Regions from separate parts of the Mus musculus genome. Here region 2 is linked to region 1. The links are chromatin contacts, called in public HiChIP or PLAC-seq maps. All regions are on one chromosome and are shown on one strand. The core of a region is the stretch at or near the end of the contact, and the rest is flanking DNA. Distances in the headings are between cores, read along the strand shown.

Evidence for each region. HiChIP or PLAC-seq counts read pairs in DNA pulled down with a chosen protein or histone mark.
Region 2: an H3K4me3 HiChIP or PLAC-seq map of embryonic forebrain shows a contact between it and region 1, with 3 times the contacts expected there. The contact joins two enhancer-like sites. A contact is called at or near these places in 10 of 115 datasets of contacts at active chromatin or transcription factors (craniofacial prominence, embryonic basal ganglia, embryonic forebrain and 7 more) and 1 of 9 other capture datasets (embryonic stem cells).

What each region holds. Positions count from the first base shown.
Region 1 is chr16:44,524,441-44,529,562 of GRCm38.p6, forward strand. All of the region lies in intron 1 of Boc (biregional cell adhesion molecule-related/down-regulated by oncogenes (Cdon) binding protein), which reads right to left. Among named protein-coding and RNA genes, the nearest start is that of Gm30064, 3.4 kb to the right of the region's middle. RefSeq lists an enhancer at 4,306-5,122. Within about 2 kb of position 1,776, at least 18 of the 459 cell types and tissues checked have an H3K27ac peak or open chromatin away from gene starts, as enhancers often do. A contact at or near this core is called in embryonic forebrain, where this site is marked.
Region 2 is chr16:44,701,071-44,706,357 of GRCm38.p6, forward strand. No RefSeq gene overlaps it. Among named protein-coding and RNA genes, the nearest start is that of Gm30445, 17 kb to the right of the region's middle. Within about 2 kb of position 2,406, at least 32 of the 459 cell types and tissues checked have an H3K27ac peak or open chromatin away from gene starts, as enhancers often do. A contact at or near this core is called in embryonic forebrain, where this site is marked.

The sequences.
Region 1 (5,122 bases), core at 526-3,025:
GGTTTCTCTTTTTAAGGGAACTAACTTGTTCATGATGTGCCCCAGTTTCTCCATCTCCTTAAGGAGACTGGCATCAACTTTCTTCCCAGCTCAGGAGAGACAGATGGGGAGAGGGCTAGAAGGAGAGGGAATAAGAACGTGAAATAGTGAATAGCAAAGTGGGGCAGGCAGACAAGGCAGTCCAAGGGCCGCTTCTCATGCACACAGAGGTGCTTGGGTTGTAAAATGGACAAAGGTTTTACTGAGGAAACTCAGTCCAAGCCCCCTACTGCTTTAAGAGCATGGGCCAAACAGTTCCCGTTACTTCTGCACCCTCAGTAATTTGCACAGCTCAAGATGGAAACAGTTCTCATTTCTGCTGCCAGCCACCATCCTGATTTTTCTTCCTTCCTTCCTTCCTTCCTTCCTTCCTTCCTTCCTTCCTTCCTTCCTTCCTTCCTTCCTTTCTTTCTTTCTTTCTTTCTTTCTTTCTTTCTTTCTTTCTTTCTTTCTTTCTTTCTTTTTAAGGCAACAATAAAAAAAGTCTTTTGCGGTAGGGGAGTGGAAGAGGGGAGAGGAAGCAGGAAGGAGCTGACCCCAAGGAGAGATTCTGGGCTCTCATTTTGTAAAAGTAGAATTGTGACTAGAAAAAAAGCCAACAACAACAACAACAACAGTTGTGTGGCCCTGAAGGCTTTCTCTGACTGGTAGGGAAACTGAGCTCCGAGTTAATCATTTGAGACAGGGTCTTACACTGGAGCTCAAGATGGCCTGCGGCTCACTATGTAGCTCAGGCTGGTCTTGAACTCAAAGCAGCTGCTCTGCCTCAACTGTTTAACACTTTACCTAGGGTTTTCTAGGTATGCTCCATCAACTATATCTGACTTAGATTCATTTTACTTTGGCTTTTTATTTTATTTTTAATTTGTAGTGCTAGGAATTGAAGCCTGGGGTCTGGCAAGACAGGCGCGTTCTCTACAATGAAACTATAGTTGCTGAGTTTTGACTGTTTGCTTTGAAATGTGCTTGCTGGTGACTGAGCTAAGAACCTTGTGCATTTTATATTGTGGGCACTTCAGATACTTCCTAGACCAAGGCGCCTACTGCATTTGATCACATAACAACTCTAAAGGTGTGAATTTTAAAGAATCTTATTTAAAACACATATGCACACATATGTATGTGTCTATATACATCTATCTATCTATCTATCTATCTATCTATCTATCTATCTATCTATCTATCTATTATCTATCACAGATCTATCACCTATCACATCTCTCTCTATCTATCTATTATATATGTAAATATTCATATATATGATATGTATATCATATGTATATAATATGAGCCTCAGGGTTTCAGTTAACTCCAGGAGGCTGCCAAGGAGGGTTCTATTTGGCAATATGTTAATGATAATCTACTTTCTGCTTTGATTCTAAATTAGAAATGTCTCCTAAGAATCTTTTAAAAAATATGCTCAGGCCCCACAAAGTCTGAATGTATTCAAATCAGAGGGAAGAGATGGGGCACTAAGTGTGTGGATTTGGATCTCCTTCTCCCACATGGACTTCTGATTTCACACACACACACACACACACACACACACACACACACACACACACACACACACACAGAGAGAGAGAGAGAGAGAGAGAGAGAGAGAGAGAGAGCCTAGAATCTAGTGGAATTATTTATGATTTTTAGGTGTTAAAAGACCTGCAGTCTTACAATGTCATATGATGTATGTGTGTATTTATAGTCTATGTATAGCTATGTATATTTATGCACAGAGCTTCAGATGGAGAACCCAACTGCAATGTGAAACAAGCCAGAGATTTTCCAAGTTGGAGGAAGACACCCACCAGTAAAATGTGTTGTTTTCCTTGGCAATATAAAAATATGTCTGGATCCATCTTATTTTCCTATGCATTTTCTCAGAAAAAGAGAAGAAATTATGAAAATATCTAAACTAGACAGACGGGAAAATGATTGCTTGCCATGAATTCTAGTCCACAAGAGCTAGTGACTTGCGCCATTTTTAAGGGTAATTTGCACATAAAGTTTGTCTGAGAAGCGTCACCCCTGACATACATATTCCCCTCTGAAATACTTGGCCTCCCGGAAGCCATTTCTCAGGTGGTCTGATAGCAATCAACAGGAACATCACCTTTCTGGGATTGAGCCCACGCATGAGGAATTGTGGCCTTTGGATATTTATTTATTTTAATGTTTTGAGAAAAAGACAAACGACCGAGAGCCTGTCATAGGAGGCAGCCTGTTCCATTCCTCGCCACAAGCCAGGCTGAGGCCATGGAAGAGAGTGAACCTCCTGCATGGGCCACCTGTCATTCTGCCTCACGGCCTCAGAAGCGCGTCCTCTGCAGGGCCTGCACCAGGGATAGGAAAGCAGGCCTTAGGAGACTGACTCCTCGCGAACAGTTGACTGGCAAGAATGAGATCTGACAGAGCCTTTGTTCCGCCGGCAGAGAAAAGCTAGACAATTAAGTATATCTGCCCGGGTGCATGTTTTGACAGGCTTCCAGCTTCGTGGCGTAAGATCCCCTTTCCCAGTGCTCTGTGAAGGCAGAGCAATGTCTCTTGTCCCCTGGGTGGAGACAAGAAGTCGATGGCTGCAAGTGTTGGTAACCCCAGGTCTTAAAAGAGTAGGACTTTTTTTTTTAACAAAAGATCACACTGAAGGAGGCATTAGGAAATCACAAGCATTTATTTCTGAGAGGGGTGAAGATAAGAGTTTAGAGAGATTTAGCAGAAAGAATTTCTAAAAGGCTACCAAAACACCGAGTATACACCCTTGAAAATATATGGTAAAAAAAAAAAAATACGTTTATTTTTACTTAAAACGTTGTGCTTTACCCACAAACCTAATTAAAAGGAAACATTTTAAAGTTGGAAGGACCTCAAGAAAAACGCAGTATGGTTTAGAATAACATCTAGTGTGTTTCCAGGCAACTGGCTCTCCCAATTAATTAAGCCAGGAGACCAGGGGGACAAGTTGGGTCTCGGAGTCGCACTCCAGTATTCAGCACCAGCCCCTTCAGGCTTTCAGAACAACTTCTAAACATAGTTCCTTAAGCATAAAGATAATGTTGCCTGTATCGGCATCTGTCGCAGTGACGTGTGTGTGTGTGTGTGTGTGTGTGTGTGTGTGTGTGTGTGTGTGTGTGGTCTGTATATTTGATGAAACAGGGACTCTACAGTCTCTCAGTGAGTAAGCTCTTCCAATCCACTAGGCTGATGAGTCCGTGAGAATCAGGGTTCCACCTATTTCCTCTGTGCTAGGGTTACAGGAGCATACCCCCTCCCCCAGCCCAGCTTTTGTAGATGGGTTCTGGAGATCTGGATCTAGGCCATCATACTTGTGTGAGAAGCACATTACAGATGGAGCCACCTCTCTAGCCCCATTGTAACTTTCTATAAGGTAATGTTCATCATTCTTATCATAAACCCAATCTAACGCTCACCTCTGAAACTCTCTACGATACAAACTGTGGGATGATGGGAATACTCTAGAGTGTACTATCCTCAACACCAGGTAACAACGGGCTACCCATCAAGCTGTGCCATCTGTCTAATTAACAATGCATCTAGACTTCAGGTTTGCTTTAAGTGACCATCTAGGGCTGGTGACTAATCCAGTGTTCTAGATAAATATCTAAACCATGTACCTAGACCTCTCTGGTCCTCCTTTCCATCTTTCCATCTTTCTCTCTCTCTCTCTCTCTCTCTCTCTCTCTCTCTCTCTCTCTCTCTCTCTCTCTCTTGCTCTCTGTCTCTCTCTGTCTCTCTCTCTCTCTCTCTCTCTCTCCCTCCCTTCATTTCCAATTCCCTTTTGTGTGTTAATGGAGTACATCCATGTATGTGGTTGTGTGTGCATGTGTGTTCATATGTATGTAGAGGCCAGAGAACAACCCTTGGATGTTGTTCTTCAAATGCCATCCACTATTATTTTGAGACAGAGTCTCTTACCAGTCTCTTACCCCCTTATAAGCTAGCCTAGCTGACCAGCAGCCCCAAGATGCAACTGTCTCCTCCTCTCAATGTGCTGCACTACTCTCAACGTTTTGATAGTATAGGTTCAAACCCAGGTCCTCTTGTCTTTTGCAAGCAGTTTACTAACTAAGCAATCACTGTAATTCCTCCTCTTCCTCCTTTTTTTGTGTGTGTGCACATGAGCATGAATGTGTGTGTGTGTCTGTGGGGGAGGGGTGGGGAGAAAGTCTTGCTGTGTAGACCAGGCTAGCCTCAAACTTGAGATCTTCCTACCTCAGCTTCCCTAGTGCTAAGGTTTCAGGCATGTGCTACCGTGTCCAGCTCCATTCTGTTGCCAAATAGAGAACAATTATAATGGTCTGATGTTTTCAAATAATGCACCATGCTGCTTCTAAATTTCTCCTTTGTCTTTATCTGAATTTTATGTGTGGGCTTATAAAAGCTCTACACGTACTGTGATTTATACTGGGGGAAGATGTTGCTGTAATCTACCACATATAGACAGTATAGATACTGTTAACAGTAACACATATAGCCAAGTGTGAAATAGGAATTTACTAGGTACCCAGCAAATATACTTGAGCTCTTCTCCATTTCCCAGACTCCTCTGCAGCTAGTTGAAGGTCATGTGACTAGCGGTGGCCAGTAAAACTCAAAGATGCCATCTGCTACCTCTAGGTTAAGCTAGTCATGAGCTAGAGAGCCAGGCCTGTCTCTCCGGGTGTGGTGACCATAAGTCACATGTTTCAGAGCGCACAAGCTACAAGACGGAAGTAAATAACTCAAGCTGTGATCTAAGAAGAAATAAACCTTCCTTGCTCCAAACCACTCAAGGTCTGAAAACAGTCTCATGGGCCAACCTTAACCTTTATCCTAAAAGCTTGGCTCGGAATGGAGTCAGTCATGATCGAGTTATATCGGAGAGCATTTTCAGGAAATGCTTTTTGGATGTGGTGGTGCTTGGACTGAGCCTGTGTGTGTGTGTGTCTGTGTGTGTGTGTGTGTGTCCGTGTCCACGGGAGGGAGAGGAGGATATCTATATCAAAAGGTGAGGCTGAACAGGTGGGTAAGTGGCATTCCATGTGCAGGCTGCCACACCAAGCAATCAGGCACTGGAAAGACTTTTCTG
Region 2 (5,287 bases), core at 1,156-3,655, 180 kb after region 1:
GTGATGTGTGTATATGGCAGAAGATTAGGTTGTAAGGAGACTAGAGGCTTCCAGGCCTAGATCTAGGGATAGTTAGAACAGAGAAGGAAATGCTCTGGGCTCAGCCTAAGCACAGAACTCACTATAGATTGATGTAACACTAAATGTGTTCAGTCCCCAGATGTTAGTTTTTTAATTTGTCCTTCATTAAAGGAGCCGGAGTTCCCTCATTACTGTCTGCAGGGCAAGAGTGGGGAAAGAACAAGCCAAGCGTGAACTATTTTGTGATAGAAAATAAGGAAGTACTCAAAGAATAACAGGTCCACCTTCAAAGAAAATAGAAATCAGTCAGAGGAACTCCCACTGGCCAAATTTAGGGCCAAAACCAATCATCAAAATAATGAAAATACTGGACGAAAGTTCAGGAGATGCTTCTGATAGTCCCACACAAATCACTGATGAAGCATTTATTGGGATTCCTACAGTTAAGCAATGTATGACTGTACAGAGATATTTATCTTTGCAGATTAAAACAGTTTTAACATGATTTTGTGTATGTGTTGAGGGTAGTAGAACATGCGTCACAGCACTCCTCCAGAGTTCAGAGGACAGCTTGTGAGAGTCGGTTCTCTCCTTCACCATCTGGTTCCTGGAGATCAAACTTAGCTTGTCAGGCCTAGTGGCAAGCACCGTTAGCCACCGAACCATCTCTCAGGCACGGAGATACTTGTTATTAACACAAATGCATATTTACAATCGAAGGGATGCTTCTACTTAAACCAGCCCTTTGAGACAGTGGCGTACAGTGTTTTGTGATAAGGAGTCTGAAAAACAGCAGTGGCACTTTGCTTATTGACTGGAGCTTGTTCACTTTCACAGATAATCCCTACACAGACTGGTGAGGTGGGTCAACAGGTAGACACACTGTGGTGAAGCATGGCAACCCTAAGAATTACATGGTAGAAGGGAAAAATGCACCCCTGTGAGTTGTCCTCGGCCTCTCTCTGTCTCTGTCTCTGTCTCTGTCTCTCCCTCTCTCTCTCTCTCTCTCTCTCTCTCTCTCTCTCTCTCTCTCTCTCTCACACACACACACATACACACACACAGACATACCATGTATACAGCTGAGAACAGGTGACATAGTTGGCAGGAGCTATTGCTAATTTCTCGCCCTTCAGCTATTTTGTTAACGTGCTTCCTTCTAGTCCACTTCTAATGCTGAACCAACACAGTCTAGAAAAGTGCAGATCGTGTCTGCCTTCAGATAATTTCTTCAAACTTCTCTCCCAGAGCCCAAGAAGCTGTTGATTTTAACTTTCCCTCCCTTTTCCCAGTGTGGCTTTTGTTGTCACAGGTGGTAACACAGTCTGGGTTAGTTATTTAACGCATACCCCACCCCACCCCCTTAATCTCATTTCTACTTACTTCCTCTATTCACCGAAGTCTTTGCTGTCTACAGCTGCCCTGTCTGCCTGCATGCTGCCATGCTTCCTGCCATGACGATAATGGACTAAACCTTGGTAACTATAAGCCAGCCCCAATGAAATGTTTCCTTCATGAAAGTTGCTGTGGTCATGGCGTCTCTTCACAGCAATGGAAACCCTAACTAAGACAGCCAGGGAGGGCTGGAGATACAGCTTAGCCTGTAGAGTACTTGCTGAAGTCTTCTAACATGGACAAAACTATTGCGAGCTTTTGTCCCCGCCGGCAAGGACACACTCAGGACAACTGGAATCTTCTGCGGCAAAGCTTTTATTGCTTACTTATCAGGAGGGAAGACCCCGAACCGGGAAAATGGTGCTGCTTATATAGCCCGCAGCGTGACGTTTCAGCACCTGATGTGGCATGACAGGTCCTGATTCGTTGCTCGCCCATCACCCCATTACTATGCCGAGAGATGGGCAGTGACTAGGCGTGAGTTCACTTTTGCACTTGCGCATAAGGCTTGTTTACTAGTTAGGTGTAGTGGAAGCCAGCGCCTTTTTATAATGGCGACTGCTCACGGCACGGCTCTCCACACAAAGCCAAGGTCATCCGTGGCTATGTATTAACTTTGAAGTGAACTTGGACTACATGAGACCCTGACTTTAAAACAAAAAAAAATCTTGACCCAGTGCAGTCATCTTAGGCCACTCCCTTCTGAACCCCTTGCCTCAATTTCCTTGTCTGTTGAGCAGGAATAAGTCTACCCATCCCTAGAGAGTTGGGAAGGAAGAGCACTCAGAGGACAGAGTGGAGGGTTATTAAACTGGACCCCTGGTTGTTGCTATTATTTGTTTATGGTAAGTTCACTGAATTTCACCTGAAACAGGACTTTACAGAGCTGTGGGTGTTTTTTTTTTTTTTTAAGGCAAGACTATGCTAGAAAGACAGATTCAAAACAGACATTCTTTTAAACAAAAGTCATACGGATTCTTTTACAGTAAGTGCATTTGCAGGGCGCTGCCTGCTGGACTGCATGCATACTCTCTGGTTTAGAAAATCAGGAAATCAGTGCAGGCCCGATCTAAAATTGTCTTTGAGCCTGTTACTTTTCCCCCTCACCCCTGGCCTCCCACTCTTTCTGCAGCTTAGCACAGCTCCCAGCTCTGGAGGAAGCCATTTGTGTCTCAGGACAGATGCCTGGCTGTTTTTGCTCTCATGTGCACTCACCTCTTGGCCCATGTGTGCTGCTCTTCTGTTTAGTGTTGACAGAAAAGAGGCCCAGGTTCTCTCTGGGACTCTCTCTGCTCGAGTGAATGGCCCCATAAGCTGAAACCAGCTTCTACCAACAGGGAAATACCATTCACTCATGAGTTTATTCTTTCATTCATTCACTATTTGAGCAGCTAAATGCATGTTAGGCATGGAGCCAGATGCTGGGAATTTGGAGAAACTCAGGAACAGTGGGAGAATCGGCGGTCAGAAAGAATGTCACCCTTTTCAAATGTTATAAAGGTGCGTGTGTGTGTGTGTGCAGGAGGTGATGGGGAATGACTCCTCTGGTTTTTGCTTGGATAGTCAGAGAAGGGGATATTTGAGTCTGTTGAGAAAGGATGATTGGGTAGATTTTGTTTGGTTTGGTTTTGTTTCTTTGTTTTTGGCAGGTTGGGTGCGGGGCAGGGGTGGGGGTAGGGGAGCAAGTCACCTGAAGGAAATCCTGGAGCCTCACTGTTGTTCCCGGGTCCTTTAACTCATCCCTCATCAGTTCCCTGAGATATTTGCTTCAGGATCAGCTTGGTGGAGAGACAGACTGACCAACACTGTGGCTTCGGCACACACAGAGAAACAAATCCTAGCCTCTTGTTCAAGAGTGTGATCACCTTTAGACGTGAGGCACCCCATCTTTGTTTTAGTTATACCGTTCGTCACATCTATCTGTTTCTCCTCTTCTCTCATAGAGGAAGATGCCTGTACTCCCTCTAAAAGCAGCCTTTTCTCGGAGAGCCCCAGCCCACCTCACCTTCTAGAAGCCTCCCTTGTTACAGATTCTGTCCCATAGCTTCAAGCTCTTTGGCTTTCCAACTCCTTTCCTTGTGTCAACAAACAACTTCCAGTCTTGCAAAAACTCAAAACAAACAGAGGCTTCCCATCCCCGCCCTCCCCTGAAGCTATGAAGGTGCCCAAGGCTTCCTACTCATACACTGAGGAAACTCCTCTGCTGCAGCCATTGTAGTCTCCTTGATCCTTAACTCCTGATCTCCTAACACATTTGCTCCCAGCACTCCATGCCCACCACATGGAATCTCAACTCCCCAAGGATCCTCCAGATCAACAAGCCCATGACCCTTCTCCAGCTTTCATCTCCATCCATGTCATTGAAATCCTCAAAGGTCACAGTTCTTCATGTTTTCCACAGTGCTGTGGGCAGCTCCTCCTGCTGCATCAGCTCCTATTCTGTTCAAGTTGACGATACCCCAAGATCACCCTGTACTGTCCCTTGATCTAAGCTCTAGACCTTCAACCCCCCAGTTCTGAAGCTGAAGAGCTTCTCTGAGCACTGCATCGAACAGGCAGCTGTTACTGTGACCTTCTAGGGAGGAAGGGCGAATTCATTCTCAAGTGCAGGACTCAGTATGTTCTGCCGCAGACCTTTACACTTTGAAGAATGAGTGTTGACTCTGGCCCTCAGACTCAAGATCTAATGACATTTCTTACTCCTTGTTCCTCTTTCTCTCACCTTTGTCCCTTTTCCCAATTATGTCCCAAATCCTGCTTTGTTAGTGTTATAAAAGTAATGGTTTCTTCTGTCTGGTGGCTACTGAGAAATGCCTGGTGGTACATATTCATTTTTCCTGGCTTACATGGATTCACAGAACTTGCCAAAGGCTCTGGGCCTTTCTGTATTTTTCTATTAACTGAGTCTTTTAAGGCCACCTCTGCTCTTTCTACAACTCAGCCAATTCTCACTCAGTGTCTACTCCCCTTAAGCCATTCTAAAGAGCTTCAGGTCTAAGAGGAAGGAGAAAAGTGGAACCTAAAGTGAAGATTAAAAACAATAGGGACTTAGCAGAGATGAAGGGAGAAAACCAAAATGCTTTCAGAAGAAAGAGATTGTGTGTGTGTGTGTGTGTGTGTGTGTGGTGTTCTAAAGAATGGAGTTAGCATTTGAGGTGAATATGAATAAGGAGAAACTATTTCCACAATGGGCTGTACTAGGCATGCTTGGAAAGATAGGAAGGAATCTAGATTTTGCTGGAGAAAAAAAAAAAGAGTATAGTCTAAACTAACTAAAACTGGTTTACTTGATGAATTCTAAAATCCCCATATTCCATAGAAAACACAGTCAGTAGCAGAAAGTGAGGCTTTGGCTTATGCTTCAACAAAAACATTTACTTCAGACGAGTACTGTGTATATTTGTTAGGACAAACACAGAGGCACACAGACACACATAGACAAACACACACACACACACACACACACACACACACACACACACACGCAGGAGTCCAGTCTTGGCAGGGTAGGAATGTACAGGCCCTCGGGGATGAAGGGTGAATTCATTCTCTGTTGGAAAGTTATATGTGAATACAACTAACACAAGTAAAGTCATGGACAGTGCCTGTGGCAGCTTGAGGGGGGCAGAGTTGAGTTGGTGTGAATGCAAAGGAAGATGTATAGGGCAGCATTTGATCAGGATGTAAGGTGTAAGCATGAGCGTGTCAGTGCAAAGGGGGAAAGCACTGTGTTTTGGGTAAGGAAACAGGAGGAAGTGCAAATATGTGTGTTAGAAGGGGAGGGCACCTGCAAGTGTGTTCATAGCAGGAGCCCTTGAATAGAGCTGGAAGCAATTATCAATGGAGGGAGGTTTGCACCACTGTGGTTCTT